2 separate regions of the Pan troglodytes genome follow, and region 2 is linked to region 1. A link is a contact called in public capture Hi-C data. All regions are on one chromosome and are shown on one strand. Each heading gives the region's core, a stretch centred on a gene start, on an enhancer-like site or on the middle of the called end of the contact. The rest is flanking DNA. Distances are from core to core; before and after follow the strand shown. Region 1 has its middle 21 kb from the start of SLC45A3. Region 2 overlaps SLC45A3 (solute carrier family 45 member 3).

Region 1 (3,232 bases), core at 404-2,903:
GTGGATACTCACATGTGGGTGATGAAATTGTATAAAACTCAACACACACACACATACAGGTACAAATAAAACAGGAAATCTGAATAAGGTTGTTGGATTGTATCAGTGTCAATATCCTGGTTGTGATATTTTACTGTAGTTTTGCAAAATGTCATCAATGGGGGAAACTGGGCAAGTATACAAGGGATCTCTCTGTATTGTTTCTTATAACTGCATGTGAATCTACAATGATCTTAATAAAAAGTTTAATTCAAAAAAAGACTTGAGGCCGGTGCAGTGGCTCAGGCCTGTAATCCCAGCACTTTGGGAGGCCAAGGTGGGCAGATCACTTAAAGTCAAGAGTTTGAGATCAGCCTGGCCAACATGGTGAAACCCTGTCTTTACTAAAAATAAAAAAATTAGCCTGGCCTGGTGGTGCACACTTGTAATCCCAGCTACTCAGGAGGCTGAGGCAGAAGTGCTTGAACATGGGAGGCAGAGGTGGCATGATCCCTCAGTGAGCTGAGATCACGCCACTGCACTCCAGCCTGGGCGACAGAGCAAGGCTCCATCTCAAAAACAAAACAAAACAAAACAAAACAAAAACCAAACACAAAAGACTTGAAAGGTCTCCTGCCCTCAAAGGGCTTGTACTCTCAACTGTGTTTCCGGTTTCTTTCTTCTGCCTGTTTCTCTTATCTAGCTGAATGCCATCGATGCACAACAAATGACTGTCCTGATTTTCTTCCGGGAAGACATTGCTAAATGATTGGTGAAGGACCATATGTTCAGGTTACTCCTCTTCCCGATTTCCCCAATCCCAGTCTCTTCAACTTTGGCATTTTATTTTTTTTAAAGGAGAATTGGGAGGTGGGAAGCTCTTAGAACCTTCAGGATAACCCTGTTTCTTGTTTGTGTTTGACCTGTTCATGTGTATGATAGAGAAATAGAGAGGCAGAGTATGAAATTTTTGTGTTTTTTGGAGGGTGGGTGGCTGAAAGAGAAGAGGCCAGAGATTTTCTCTTGTGTAATCCCACATTGCCAGGCTCCCAGCTGACCAGCTTCCATCTCACTGTAGGTGTTGAAGAGACCATGGAACCACTGTGGGTCTCTCTCTCTCTCTCTCCTTTCCAGTAGTGGAAAGAGGAAAGGTGCCCAGAACCCTCACATCCTGGAATCTGCTCCATGAGTAACCTCTCTAGGGAAACAGCAGCCCAGCTGTTTCCTGGACCGGTAACTTCTCTCCCCAGCACCCCCTCACCTATAGTCCCCAACTGACTGTTTTCTGAAACCACCTCCCAGAGACTGTGCTGACTGAGGGAGGCCCTGGAGGGAGAGGAAGATCTTGCAGCCTTGTCCTGGGACTTCAGCCAATCTCCCCTGCCTCCCCCACTGTGTCCCTGCCCCCAACCCCAGCCAAGCTTAGAGCAGCCGGCTCTGTCCCCAGCAGCTGTACACAGCAGGGGTGGGGGACAGTCACACTCCCTCGCTCCTAGGCTGCAGCTGAGGGGCTGTGAATAAAAAACTTGGCTTCCTCAGGGGTCTGGTTGACATCCAGCCCGTATCCACCACCTAATCCCATCCTTTGCTTGGGTTTTCTCAACGTATCCATGTCCTGGCCATGCCCGGTGGCAGGTCTGGAGGCTCCTGCTGGCAGAAGGAAATGGTTCCTGTCTCCAGGTGGGGCCGGGCACCCCTCAAGAGGGTTGGGAAGGCAAGAAGTAGGAGCAGCTGCTTCCTTTCTTGTCCTTCCCAGATACCCATGATGAGGGGGCACCAGGGACTTGGGTTTCCCAGCTTAGCTGAGAAACTATTTCCTTTCATTAAATAGGCAAGTAATTAGCTGGGGGAAATGGGAGGACCCTGGAGAGTGAACACATCCTTTGGTGCATTGACAAGAGAGGGGCTCCAGAGTGATGAGAAGCCCCTGTTCCAGCCCCCCACCCTCCCAAACACACAAAAATTCCACACTCTGCCTCTCTATTTCTCTATCATACACATGAACAGGCCAAACACAAACAAGAAACACTAGGTGTGCCCTAGGGTACATAGAATTCCGAAAATCTTGCTGCATTAGGAGCACTGTGCAGCAGGAGGCAGGCAGATGCAAGCCCAGCCCCAGCTGTAAGTCCTAGTTGTGCGTTCCTAGAGGTGCTGTGCCTCCTCGTGATCCTTTTCTTCCTGCTTCTAGTCCAGGTCTGGGTTGCCAGATGGACTGCAGTGGTCAAGGTGAAAAAGCAGAGGTTGCCTGGGGCTCCCTAAGCTAGGCAGGGCAAGTGGGGCCAAGGGTTGGGCTTCTTCTCTTGAAGCCAGCTTTGTCCCTCGCTCTTTGATAAGACCTATAGAATGAAAAACTCAAGACCAAATCACTAGAAAAAAAATTGTAGGAAACATTTAGATCAGTGTTGTCAATTGAGGCAATTTTATTCCCCAGTGGACATGTGGCAGTGTCTGAACACTTTTTATTTTTTTAATAACAACTAGAAGGCTGGGCGTGGTGGCTCACGGCTGTAATCCCAGCACTTTGGGAGGCTGAGGTGGGCAGATCACAAGGTCAGGAGTTCGAGACCAGCCTGGCCAACATGGTGAAACCCATCTCTATTAAAATTACAAAAATTAGCAGCGCGTGATGGCGCATGCCTGTAATCTCAGCTACTTGGGAGACTGAGGAAGCAGAATTGCTTGAAACCGGGAGGTGGAGGTTTCAGTGAGCCGAGATCCTGCCACTGCACTCCAGCCTGGGAAAAAGAGTGAAACTCTATCTCAAAAAAACAAAACAAAGCAAAACAAAACAAAACAAAATGACTAGGGAAGAGAGTGCTATTGGCATCTGATAGGTAGAGGCCAGGGTTGCTGGTAAACATCCTACAATGCACAGGACAGCTCCCCAAAACAAAGAATTATCTGTCAATTCGTGCTAAGGTTACAAAATCCTGATTTCGGCTGGGGTGGTGGCTCACTCTATTGCACTCCAGCCTTGGTGACAAGAGTGAAATTCTGTCTCAAAAAAAAAAAAAAAGAAATCCTGATTTAGATAAACCAACATTTGTCTGACTCCTTATGATAAAAATTTCTCCTTCTTCCCCATCCTACAGGAAAAAAAAAAAAAAAGCCCCACAAAACTGTCCACTTAACAATATATTACTTCCTGATCACTTTGGGTCAATTTTTCTTCTCTCAAGGAAAAAAAAAAATGGAAGCAAAGCTCCCCACTAACAAAAAATTTGTCCTCCACCTAGCTGGCAGATCAGCT
Region 2 (3,232 bases), core at 348-2,847, 43 kb before region 1:
GCCAGGCTGGTCTCAGAACTCCTGACCTCAAGTGATCCACCTGCCTCAGCCTCCCAAAGTGCTGGGATTACAGGCGTGAGTCATCATGCCCATCCCTACTCAGGGGTCTTTTAGAAGGAAAATGCCACCATTGCCCCACACTTCAGACTCTTTCTGACCCCCTCTCCCCAACTCTGAAACCCCCCAGTCCAAGGTGCAGCACAACCCCCCCCAATTGGCAATTGACACAAAGAGTGCTGGTCTATGCCTCCACCTGCTGGTGGCCATGGGAAGTGAAGCTGTCAAAAGCCAAAGGGCTCCCTGAACTGAGAGTTAAGAATGTTGTAGAAAGATCAGGACTTTCCCCCTCATAAAAGAAACACATGCCAATAAACATATAAGAAAGCCTTTAATTTTGTCACCATAAACATTATACTCTGATTGCTCACTTACAGTATAAAATATTCACCCTGCTAAATAAATAAGACGACATTATTGCAAACGGCACTTAAACCCCCCTGAGAGATAAGACCTCCCTTAGCTCAGGCAGGGGGTGCTCCTGAGTTTCTGTGTGAGATTCCCCAAGCACAGATATACTCTGGGGGCTGAGATGGACAAAGGCTTGGGAAACCGCACTTTGTGCTTCTGGTCCTGCAGTAGCTCCAAACAGGGTTGTGGAGCCGGTGGGGAAAGTTGGGGGTAGGGGAAATTTTGGGCAGTGCCTTCATCAGCCCAGTCCTAGAGAGAGTAGAGGGGAGTGGAAGTGGGGGGAACCAGGCTGGGCCAAGAGAAGAGGGGTGGTTAGGGAAGCCGTTGAGACCTGAAGCCCCACCCTCCACCTTCCTTCAACACCCTAACCTTGGGTAACAGCATTTGGAATTATCATTTGGGATGAGTAGAATTTCCAAGGTCCTGGGTTAGGCATTTTGGGGGGCCAGACCCCAGGAGAAGAAGATTCTGGCAATGATCAGCCCAATGACCAGCTATCTCAGGGGACCTGATTGTTGGGGATCCCCCACCCTACCCAAATATTAGACACCAACACAGAAAAGCTAGCAATGGATTCCCTTCTACTTTGTTAAATAAATAAGTTAAATATTTAAATGCCTGTGTCCCTGTGATGGCAACAGAAGGACCAACAGGCGACATCCTGATAAAAGGTAAGAGGGGGGTGGATCAGCAAAAAGACAGTGCTGTGGGCTGAGGGGACCTGGTTCTTGTGTGTTGCCCCTCAGGACTCTTCCCCTACAAATAACTTTCATATGTTCAAATCCCATGGAGGAGTGTTTCATCCTAGAAACTCCCATGCAAGAGCTACATTAAATGAAGCTGCAGGTTAAGGGGCTTAGAGGTGGGAAACCAGGTGACTGAGTTTATTCAGCTCCCAAAAACCCTTCTCTAGGTGTGTTTCAACCAGGAGGCTAGCTGTTAACCCTGAGCCTGGGTAATCCACCTGCAGAGTCCCCGCATTCCAGTGCATGGAGCCCTTCTGGCCTCCCTGTATAAGTCCAGACTGAAACCCCCTTGGAAGGCCTCCAGTCAGGCAGCCCTAGAGACTGGGGAAAGAGGAGAGGGACGCCCCAGCCCCCAGCTGTGCAGCTACGCACCTCAGCAGCACAGGGTGGCAGCAGAGAGCCACATTACTTTGGCAGCAACAGAAACTGGCGGCCAGCCCGGCAGCCCCATGGGGCTAACAGGAGGGGGGAGCTGGGACCCAGTGAGGCAGGCCCTCCACCCCAATGTGCTGGAAGTTTTCTACACTGAGTATTTGGCCAAGTCACTCTTGTCAAATACTACCTGTGTAGCAAAGTAAATGGCGACCAGACCCAGGCCTGCGGCAGACACCATATAGGCAGTGACAGACTGGCTGAGCTGGACGATGGAGCCCATAAACAGGGATGGGGCCACCTGGGACAGCAGGAAGGCACTATCCAGGATGGCGAGGTCCAGGCAGATGCCCCGGCCCGGAACCACCCTGGCCTCGGTGGGCTCACCCACCACCACACGTACGGAGACATCACAGGCAGAGGCCCCGCAGAGCGCGGGTGGAGGTGGGAGCAGGCCACTGCCTCCAGCACCCACGTGTCCATTAGGGAAGGGAGCTCCAGGCTTAGGGCCTGGCAGGAAGCTGGTCATCAGGCTGTCCTCACTGCTAGCGCCTCCAGTGTCCCCTCGGTATTTGGGCAGGAACACCTAAGGCAGAGGGGTGAAGAAAAGGGGAAGAGGACAGGTGTGTACCCAGCAGTGGCACCACCCCAGCTGTGAGAACAGACCCTGGCCTCCATCCCAGGAGCAATGGGACTTCATGAGAATCAGGAGCAGGAGAGAAGATGGAGACCCTACTTGGTCCAGGTCTATCCAGGACCCTTCCTCAGGAGTGGGAGAAGGGTAACGGGGTGGGGCGGGGACAAATGTGAACCCAGAAGTCTAGGTTTCCTCTAGCCTCTTAGAACAGGTAAGAGGCAGACAAACTCAATATCACAGATCAGAGAGAACAGAGCTCCAAGGTAAGGAAAAGACACAGGGGGAATGAAGACGGTGGTAAGAGATGCACAGAACAGAGGAACAAAAGCCAAGGCAGGGCCCCTGATGGCCCAAACCCCACGCAGGCTCTCCTAACCTTCCTTCCTGCCTGCCCTCCACTCTGACATCTGGAAGCTCTGCCTCTCTGGGGTCCCAGATGCCACTAGGGTAGCTGCCCTGCCATGAGCTCCCTTGTCCCCAGCCTTGGGGCAGGGAGAATCCAGTAGACCCCAAGCAGGAGGAATGTCCCTCTTCCCACCTCCCCTAGCCCCAGCTGTGCTAATGTTGAAGGCTTCTCACTTCCTTCCTGCTGTCTGACTTAGATCAGAGTGACTGGTCGACCACCATCCCCCCAACCCCTGCCCTTGATGGCCCAGAGCCTCCTATTTAAGGACAAGGCCAGGTCTTATCCAACATTGTCCCCATGCCAGAAGAGTTGAGTTGGGGGCATTTGCGAGGTGGGAGCCATGGCAGAGCTCAAACCTGACGCCAGGGAAGCCCACGGCTCACCATGCAGCTCAACAAGTGGGCAAAGAAACAGGCAGACAGCGTGCAGTGCCAAGTCTGCCATCAGCTGCTGTTAGGAAGGGGCCTCCCAGGACTTCTCCTCCCTGCCTGCCACCCCAGGAATGTCCGCTGAGGTTGGAGTCTGGAGTGGTCCGAGGACAGACATGCTCCTCCATCTGGAGAAGATGGCTAGCCCCAGAACGTTCCCTGGCACGACAGCACA

Evidence for each region. Capture Hi-C pulls out chosen DNA fragments and counts their contacts.
Region 2: a capture Hi-C map of stem cell-derived neural stem cells shows a contact between it and region 1, with 2.8 times the contacts expected there. The contact joins two enhancer-like sites. A contact is called at or near these places in 4 of 7 Hi-C or Micro-C datasets (blood, induced pluripotent stem cells and stem cell-derived neural progenitor cells) and 1 of 1 other capture datasets (stem cell-derived neural stem cells).

Annotation. Positions count from the first base shown.
Region 1 is chr1:43,377,317-43,380,548 of NHGRI_mPanTro3-v2.0_pri, reverse strand. No RefSeq gene overlaps it. Among named protein-coding and RNA genes, the nearest start is that of SLC45A3, 21 kb to the left of the region's middle. Within about 2 kb of position 1,653, at least 5 of the 24 cell types and tissues checked have an H3K27ac peak or open chromatin away from gene starts, as enhancers often do. A contact at or near this core is called in induced pluripotent stem cells and stem cell-derived neural stem cells, where this site is marked.
Region 2 is chr1:43,420,101-43,423,332 of NHGRI_mPanTro3-v2.0_pri, reverse strand. It overlaps SLC45A3 (solute carrier family 45 member 3), which reads right to left. Exons shown (of 5, transcript XM_514140.8): 5 at 370-2,172. The coding sequence ends at 1,735. Among named protein-coding and RNA genes, the nearest start is that of SLC45A3, 21 kb to the right of the region's middle. Within about 2 kb of position 1,597, at least 7 of the 24 cell types and tissues checked have an H3K27ac peak or open chromatin away from gene starts, as enhancers often do. A contact at or near this core is called in induced pluripotent stem cells and stem cell-derived neural stem cells, where this site is marked.